2 separate regions of the Hordeum vulgare genome follow, and region 1 is linked to region 2. A link is a contact called in public Hi-C data. All regions are on one chromosome and are shown on one strand. The core of a region is the stretch at or near the end of the contact, and the rest is flanking DNA. Distances in the headings are between cores, read along the strand shown. Region 1 has its middle 67 kb from the start of LOC123425597. Region 2 holds the start of LOC123425595 (tubulin alpha-1 chain).

Evidence for each region. Hi-C and Micro-C count contacts between places; a contact is called where the count stands out from the background.
Region 1: a contact with region 2 is called in a Hi-C map of leaf, with 6 times the contacts expected there. The contact joins the enhancer-like site here to the promoter of LOC123425595 in region 2. A contact is called at or near these places in 3 of 6 Hi-C or Micro-C datasets (leaf and seedling) and 1 of 1 datasets of contacts at active chromatin or transcription factors (embryo).

Annotation. Positions count from the first base shown.
Region 1 is chr2H:146,698,340-146,702,697 of MorexV3_pseudomolecules_assembly, reverse strand. No RefSeq gene overlaps it. Among protein-coding and RNA genes, the nearest start is that of LOC123425597, 67 kb to the left of the region's middle. Within about 2 kb of position 1,532, at least 3 of the 3 cell types and tissues checked have open chromatin away from gene starts, as enhancers often do. A contact at or near this core is called in leaf and seedling, where this site is marked.
Region 2 is chr2H:146,411,519-146,415,565 of MorexV3_pseudomolecules_assembly, reverse strand. It overlaps LOC123425595 (tubulin alpha-1 chain), which reads left to right and starts at 1,676. Exons shown (of 5, transcript XM_045109284.1): 1 at 1,676-1,990; 2 at 2,875-3,089; 3 at 3,183-3,382; 4 at 3,820-4,047. The coding sequence starts at 1,878.

The sequences.
Region 1 (4,358 bases), core at 283-2,782, 290 kb before region 2:
GTGTATACTTATGTGTTGTTGTTTATGACTATATGATGTTGTTTTATAAGTATGTTTATAGTTATAATCTATCTTTGTAAAATATACGATAGAATGCATTTTATAACTTTAAGTTGTTTAAATTGATGTTTACAAATATGGGTAATTTTATCGGCGGATACTCGTTCACCCTATCGGTTAACGGATATGGGAAAAGAATTATACCCGTTGACGGATATGGATAAGGGTGATAGATAATATCAGACGGGGTGTGTGAGGGTATGGGAAGGCTCCCCCTACCCATACCCTACGGGTGCCATGCTTATTCGGAGCATCATTAATTTCACCGCGGGCTGTCTACCGGTTACATGTAAGCACCAAAATAAAGTCCTAACTGCATTCAAAATGACCTTATATTTCTAACAAGTCGACGAATTTGATTCCTAATTCTAAGGTAATATGCACCAGTGTTCTTCACGACACGATCGATAGGCACACGATCCCATCAAAACATGTGGCCGCCGTAGGAACCCCCGAACGAGATCATGGCCGGCGCATGCTCAAACCGCGGCACCGACATCCTCTGGTCTAGCCTCTCGTCCCGCCTTGCTGAAACCTTAGGCACCTGCATTGGAAAAAAGTTGAGCGGCATCATCAGAAATTTATTCTATGCCGTCACGTTAACCGTATGTGTGTGTGTGTATATATATATATATATTGATATGCGTCCTGAAATTTATGCTGAGTACAAAAATAGTACTACAATTGATATGCGTCCTGAAATTTATGCTAAGTACCTTGCTATCACCGGCCACCCCCCGAAAGTGGACCTTGTGCGGCGTCTGCTGGTGGCCGCCGAGAAGCAGGGCCAGGCCGGTGGCCGCCGCCGCCAGCCCCACGGAGCAGACCACGCCGACCGCGTGCTGCTGCCACCCGTGACCGCGGTCGCCTTCCCAGTCCTTGCACTCTGGCTTCTGGTCAGCAACCACCTCCCCGCCCTCGTCTGCATCCGACGCCTTCTCCAACAGGCCGTCGACCGCTTCCTCCTCGACGTCAACCGAACCCTCGCTCTCCGAGCCGGACGGCGCCGGCGGCTCCTTCGTGCCGCACTGCACTGCTGCGTGGGGCGTGGGCTCGGAGGCGAAGTGGTTCACGTCGATCGTCTTCTCGTCGTTGCTGGCGAGGAAGCGCGCGTCGTGGTCATCGTCGTCCTCGTCGAGTTGGTACGACCAGAGGTCCGCGGCGTGCGGGACGAGCACGAACTCGTCCATCTCCTGCATCTCCCGGACGGGCGAATCCATCTCGGCCGGCTGCATACGGAGACCACGGTCGACGGTCGACGAGGCGATGATCTCACGAGGGTTTTTCTTACGGCGCAAGCGGAGGTGTATATGTAGGTTGTGTGCGCCGTCGACGTGGGGAAAGCGTGGAGAAGGAGAAGAGATTCTACGGATGCGCTTCTCTTTGGAATAATTTAGGACACGTACGGGCTGGTCGGATCAGGACTCTGTTTGTTCGGTCGTGTTGGGCCCAAACGCGGGCAATACTATTCGGCGTCCAGGCACCGGATATAGGCTGACGTGCCAACCGGCGCACACACCTCATCCGCCATGGGACGGCCCATGTACATCATTTTCTCTTCTTATGTATAAAAGTTTAAAAACATTGGCCGGCCAAGCACCAAACTAGCGACCTCTAGGAATGACAGGCTTTCTCACAAAAAAAAAATTGACAGGCAACGCGGTAACTTACAGGATGCCTTACGACTTGCGACTAGTATACGTCACCTTGAATCTTTTCTTCAAACACGTGAATATTTCTTCTAATCCGTAGACTTCGTTTTTAAAACCATGACCATTTCCCAAATTTGATAAACTTTTTTTACAAAATCAATGAAGTTTTTGAAATTAGATCAACTTTTTTTGCTCTATAAATTCTTTTTCAAATTTATGAACTTTTTATTTGATGAACTCTTTTCAAATTTGTGGATTGTTTCCCAAATTTGATGAACGCTTTTCCCTTTTTTCACGAACATTTTTCAAAAATGATGAGTGTTGTTTAATAAATTGATGATTTCTTTTCAATTTTGTGAACTTCAATTAAAAAATGACGTTTTAAACTCATAATTTGTCTTCAAATAATTTAAAAAACTCAGTGGTATACTACATAGTACTGTGAAATAACTTGCGCAACCGTGTGTTCTTATCAGGTTGGCTCTATTATTTGTCAGAACAGTCGAGTAGGGATAGCTGAACTCATACTTGGTCGCAACAACGTGAGTTCGAATCCTATGGATAGCCTAATTTGTTTTTTGCTTTTCGCGCTTTTATAAATTGGTTGTGCTGTACGTTTCTAGGCTGGCCCAACTTGGCGCTATAGTTAGCGACATTCAGTTTCCTCGACGCTAAAGGTGCCTAGTAAGAGGTGCCCCCAAACACACGAAATCACTAGTTAGTGAATAGACCTTTTCAACGATTACTCCTACCTTGACAGGCTATGACAAGTGGCACGCATTTTGTTTTAGTTTTTCGCGCTTTTATAAGTTGGTTGTGCTGCACGTTCCTAGGTTGGCCCAACTCGGCGCTGTAGTGAGCGACATTCAGTTTCCTCAGCGCTAAAGCCGCACAGTAAGAGGTGCCCTCAAACACACGAAATCACTAATTAGTGAATACACGATTACTCCCACCTTTACGGGGTGCGACAAGTGGCACACATTTTGTTTTTGTTTTTCGTGCTTTTATAAGTTGGTTGTGCTGCATGTTACTAGGCTGGACCAACTCGGCGCTACAGTGAGCGACATTCAGTTTCCTCAGCGCTAAAGGTGCCTAGTAAGAGGTGCCTTCAAACACACGAAATCATTAGTTAGTGAATACACCTTCCAACGAGTACTCCCACCTTCACAGTGCCACTTGTCGTAACCTGGGAGTTTTCCTTTTTTTTGTAGATCCGTATTTTTAAAATGTTTTATCTCCTAAACCGTGCGTCCAAATCTCGAACCGTTTTCACCGTTGGCTTTCTCGCGTCGAGATCTTCAAAACTAGATTTCATGTTGATAGATTTTGATAAACATTTTTTTCATGAAAAAATCGAAAGAAAAAACCGTGTCTCACGCGATAAAAAAACAGAAAACACATTTTTTCCTTTTCGAGAGGCACGGGTCGTGCCTCTCGCGAAGGCAAAACCGTGTCTATCGTGGAAGCAAAATCGTGCCTCTCGCAGAAAATAAAATGAGCACAAAACGCGTTTTTTTTCCTTTTCAGTAGAGGCACGGGTGTGCCTCCAGCGAAGAAAAAACCGTGCCTTTCGCGGAAGCAAAACCGTGCCTCTCGTAAAAATAAATAGAAAACACGTTTTTTCCTTTCGGAGATGTGCCTCTCGCGAAGGCAAAACCGTGCCTTTCACGGAAGTAAAACCGTGCCTCTCGTAAAAAAAAGCGTTTTTTCCTTTCAGTAGAGGCACGGGCATGCCTCTCGTGAAGGCAAAATCGTGTCTTCCGCGGAAGCAAAAAACGTGCTTGTCGTAAAATAAAACAGAAAATACGTTTTTTTCCTTTTCGAGACGCGCGACCGTGCCTCTCGCAAAAAAACAAAAAACGTGTTTTGTCACGTAAAAAAAATAAAATGTGTTTTTTTGCGAAAAAAGTTACGATTTTTTTCATCCAAAAGTTACGAAAGACCGGTGAAAAACCGTAACACAAAATAATAATAATAAAACACATTAAAAAAGCGAAAACGCGTGCGAAAAAATAAAAATAAAACAGAATTCAAAGAAAACGCTTAGAACGCGGCACGTGGCGATGGCTGGAAATGCGCGGGAGCGATCACTGAAAAACTTCTGAGAAAGCGCTCGCTAACTAGTTGCTTCCCAAACACATAAGTTCCAAATTATTCCAAATAAGAAAATAGAAAATGCGAAACAGAAAGTCTGAGCGATTTCGTCCATGAGCCCGTCTAGATCGACTTCCAACATTTCGAACATCATAAGCCCATGATTTGATGAAATGCCTGGAAGACTTGAAGTCGGGCTGATGATGCCGAAATCACTAATTAAAAGGGATCCCGTGCATCAAGTCTATGTCTCTCCCATACAGATTTCTGTTATGAACCGACTACACGCCGTCCCATTAGCAATGTTGTATTAGTTGGTTGTCCGTTGCCTCCGGGGTGCTTCGCTGGTTTGCATAATGTTTCTGTTAAATTTTCTTCGTGTTGGTTTGTTGGATTTTCACCCACTTTCTTTGGTTTTCTTTTTTTCTTCATATTTTTTTTATTTTCACTCAATTTTTCGTTATTTTTGTTATACTTTGTATTTCTTGCTTCTTTTTGTTTGTCCGGTTTTCTCTCACTTATCCTTTTGTTTGTCCGGTTTTCTCTCACTTA
Region 2 (4,047 bases), core at 427-2,926:
AACATTAACTTGGCCTATGAGAAGGACTCAGTTTCTCAGACTCCCAAAAAATATGGAACTTTCTCTGTAAATCTATGCATGCTAAGTTAGTTTGTGACCCTAAGGTGAATTTCGCTAAAGCTCTTTGGGTGGCAAGGATGCCGCTAAAAGTTCGCATCTTTTATGGCAAGCTGCCATCGATAAGATTCCTTCGGCCATTAACCTGCATAAGAGGCGTGGTCCTGGCAATGGGTGTTGCTCCCTTTGTGTTAGCCCAGAAATTGCTAACCATCATTTTCAAATGTCGTCGACCCATTTTTGTGGAGTTGTGTTATGGAATGTTTTGGTATCACACTGAACCCGACCTCCATGAACAATATCCTAACTCTTATGAGCCAATGCCACAAGCAACAGAGTCGCTTAGCGTGGTGAGTTTTTGGAGTCTTAGCCTGGATGCTTTGAACTATTCTTAACAAATTAGCCATCAAAGAAAGTATCCCATGCTCGCATTGCTAGCTATGTTTTCAAATGAGCTCTTTTCTTTCAGCAATAGCGTGCTCCCAAGAGGACGAAAGGATAGTAAGCGGGCAACAAAAACATCCAGTGACGGAGCTAGCCGGAAATCATTGTGGAAACAAACACAAATCATCGGTGTTTGGTTGGGGCGAGGGGGAGAATGTTAAAAAGAATATAATCCAGGGGTCCCTAAAAAGTTCTTCAGAAATTGATTCGGGTAGCCCTCCCCTCCAACATAGCTCCGCCGGTGCAAACATCGTCGTCAAGCTTAAGCACCTTCATGCCGCTTACAGGGACGTCAAAGATAGATAGGTTGTTCGTGTATGTCTATTTAAGCTCCTCTTGTAGTTGAGCTTTGTATCCCATTTACGTAACCATCGTTGCAATCTTGAACTTTGTTACCTTGTCGTTGGGTTTTAAAATTCAAAGTCGAGCATTGCTCGTGCCTGTTTCTAAAGAAAGAAAAAAAGAAAGAAAGATTTACACTTTTTTAGGGAAAGAAAGATTCACCCTTGATCCCAGGGATGGCATTACGTTCACTCATCATCATTTTCGTATTTTCAATGATGTATGTTGCTGGTTTGATTAATGGATCCACATGCCTTTTTCCAAAAAAAAAAATGAATAGGAGAAAGATGTCCCTAAAACAAAATGGCAGCATCCGATTCCTTGTCTCTCCGATTCATTTTAGTTTTCGTTGTACGTGTAATGTTTCAATAATTTTTTTAGTAGAGTACAATCGAAGTCGTTTACATACACAAGCGTACAGATTAAGCCGGCACATCATCTTAAAATTAACGAAATCGTCACTGACGTCTTCGTTGTCGATGAAAATGTCTCCTCTCACTGAAAAAACATCACCGAAAAACCTGTAATAAATTTAAAAAAACAAACACCAACGTCAAGTCTGAAACTTAAAGTCTGATGGAGAAGGGATATCACGGTCCTATCGATCAAACCACGGATTGCTTTGAGTGATGATTCGATTTTAGGGACGTGACGATGACCATGCATGCGCGGCAGTTACAGTTATCGTCGCTCGTCGACCCGTTTTCGTTCGTGAGCGGCATTTACTCCAGGAAACGTGACCGCCATCGGTAACTGAACAGAACGGGGGCCGGGCCGGCTCACGTGAATCACGTCCACGGACGGAGCATCGGCTCACGTAAAAGGCAACCGCTCCCTCCATCCCCGACGCTGCGCCCGCAAACTGCCCGATCTCCTCCACTTCTCCCCTCCTCTCTCATCGCCCCCTTTTATCTCCCGATCTCACACATTTTGGGAAGGGAGAGAGAAGCAGAGGAGGCCATTCTTTACACCCAAGAAAGCCCGGAAGAGAAGGCGAGGGGCGAGGAGGAGGAGGAGGAGGAGGAGGAGACGAGATGAGGGAGATCATCAGCATCCACATCGGCCAGGCCGGGATCCAGGTCGGCAACGCTTGCTGGGAGCTCTACTGCCTCGAGCACGGCATCAATCAGGATGGCACCATGCCCAGGTACATACGTGCGTGATCCTTCTTGGATCCCCATCCGCAAACGCATTCCGTCCATTAACGTCGCGAGGCGCTGCGGGTTATTGGCCGTAAATCACGGTTAAATTGACCCTGAATTCCTGTTTTTCTCTTATAATATAGTAGTGTTTTTACCTCTTTCCCCCCTCTTTTTTCCCCGTAAATTGTACGAATTGCGAATGGGGATTGCGGTAGTTCTTTTTTTCCTGAATCATCATCATGATCCGTCAGCCTGTACTTCCCGTTTGGACATTGCGATACGTTTATGTGGAGGGATTTTTTTTCTTTCATTTTCATTTTGTTGGTTGTTGAGAGATCGGCGACAACACGAGGAGACGTGCGACGTTTCAATCAAATTACAAGTTCTCCTAGGTCCTCTGTACTCTTTCAGTTCATGCATGTTCTGTTTCTGTTATAGACCGGACAGACGTCGTGTTCTTTTGTAGACTGTACTAAAAATTTGTAGGCACGTACCACGAGACGGTTGCTAGTTTTTATCCCTTTTAAGACGCGAGATCCGAATTTTTTGACAATGGTACTGCGACGCTTAATAAATGTTTTTTTGGAAATGTGGTGTTTCATAAATACTCCTAGTATCGTAGCAATGGAGCTATGAGTACCGGACTGAGCACGGATTGAAGAGTTTACCGGCTAGCTACTAAAAACGGCATCCTCGGGGAGGATTTGTTTTGTTGATTTGGTCCAATGCTTATTCCAGAACCATTAATAATTACGCAGACTGTACCCTGTTCCTATTGTCTCAGAATAAGTATTGATTGAAACATGGATGTAGATAAGTTAGTTCAAAGATCAGTGCTTAGGCTTCTTCCAATCCATGTATTAATGCTGCTTTATGGTTGATGGTTCAGTGACACCACGGTTGGGGTTGCACACGATGCGTTCAACACGTTCTTCAGTGAGACCGGTGCGGGCAAGCACGTGCCGAGGGCCATCTTCGTCGACCTTGAGCCCACTGTCATCGATGAGGTGCGCACCGGTGCCTACCGCCAGCTCTTCCACCCGGAGCAGCTCATCTCTGGGAAGGAGGATGCCGCCAACAACTTCGCCCGTGGCCACTACACTGGTAATTCATCTTACATTTCTGTGATCCCTATTGAAATTCAAGTCTACTGCGATTATGAATGCATCCAGTTCTGATTATATTTGTGTGATGCAGTTGGAAAGGAGATCGTAGATCTATGTCTGGATCGTGTACGCAAATTGGCAGACAATTGCACCGGGCTGCAGGGATTCTTGGTGTTCAATGCTGTCGGTGGTGGAACTGGATCAGGACTGGGTTCTCTGTTGTTGGAGCGCCTCTCGGTTGATTATGGCAAGAAATCTAAGCTTGGATTCACCATTTACCCTTCCCCACAGGTATAACTTGTTCATGTACCATTATCGTGTTAATGTGTGTGTTGTTTCAGAAAATTCGAGTGTACTATTAAGTCTTGTTTAATTTTGTATTCTGAGAGGATGTTGTCTTTAAGCTAGCTCTTTCATCATTTCTAGATATTTCAATAGAATATGTGAAAAAGCTAAAATGCTAATGCTGGCGTAGAATTGGTTACTCAGAGCCCTGATTATATATGGTATCTGTAAAGCATGCACTACTTATGAGCCAACATTATTCCATAGCACTGTACCTACCTGTCCATGTGACTGGACTGTGGACCATTCAGGGTGTTCATGTGAGTAGGTTATCTGCATCTTAGCTGTTGTGGGGACAGTATGGATAGATATGATATGTTGTTACATTATTTGCAGCTCAGCCTATCTTTATCCCTTTTATCTTATGCCACTCTGTATTTCAGGTCTCAACAGCTGTTGTAGAACCATACAACAGTGTCCTCTCCACTCACTCTTTGCTTGAGCACACCGACGTTGCGGTCCTCCTAGATAACGAGGCTATCTATGACATATGCCGGAGGTCTCTTGACATTGAGAGGCCAACCTACACCAACTTGAACAGGCTGATATCACAGATCATATCTTCTCTTACCACCTCCCTGAGGTTTGATGGTGCCATCAATGTGGATGTC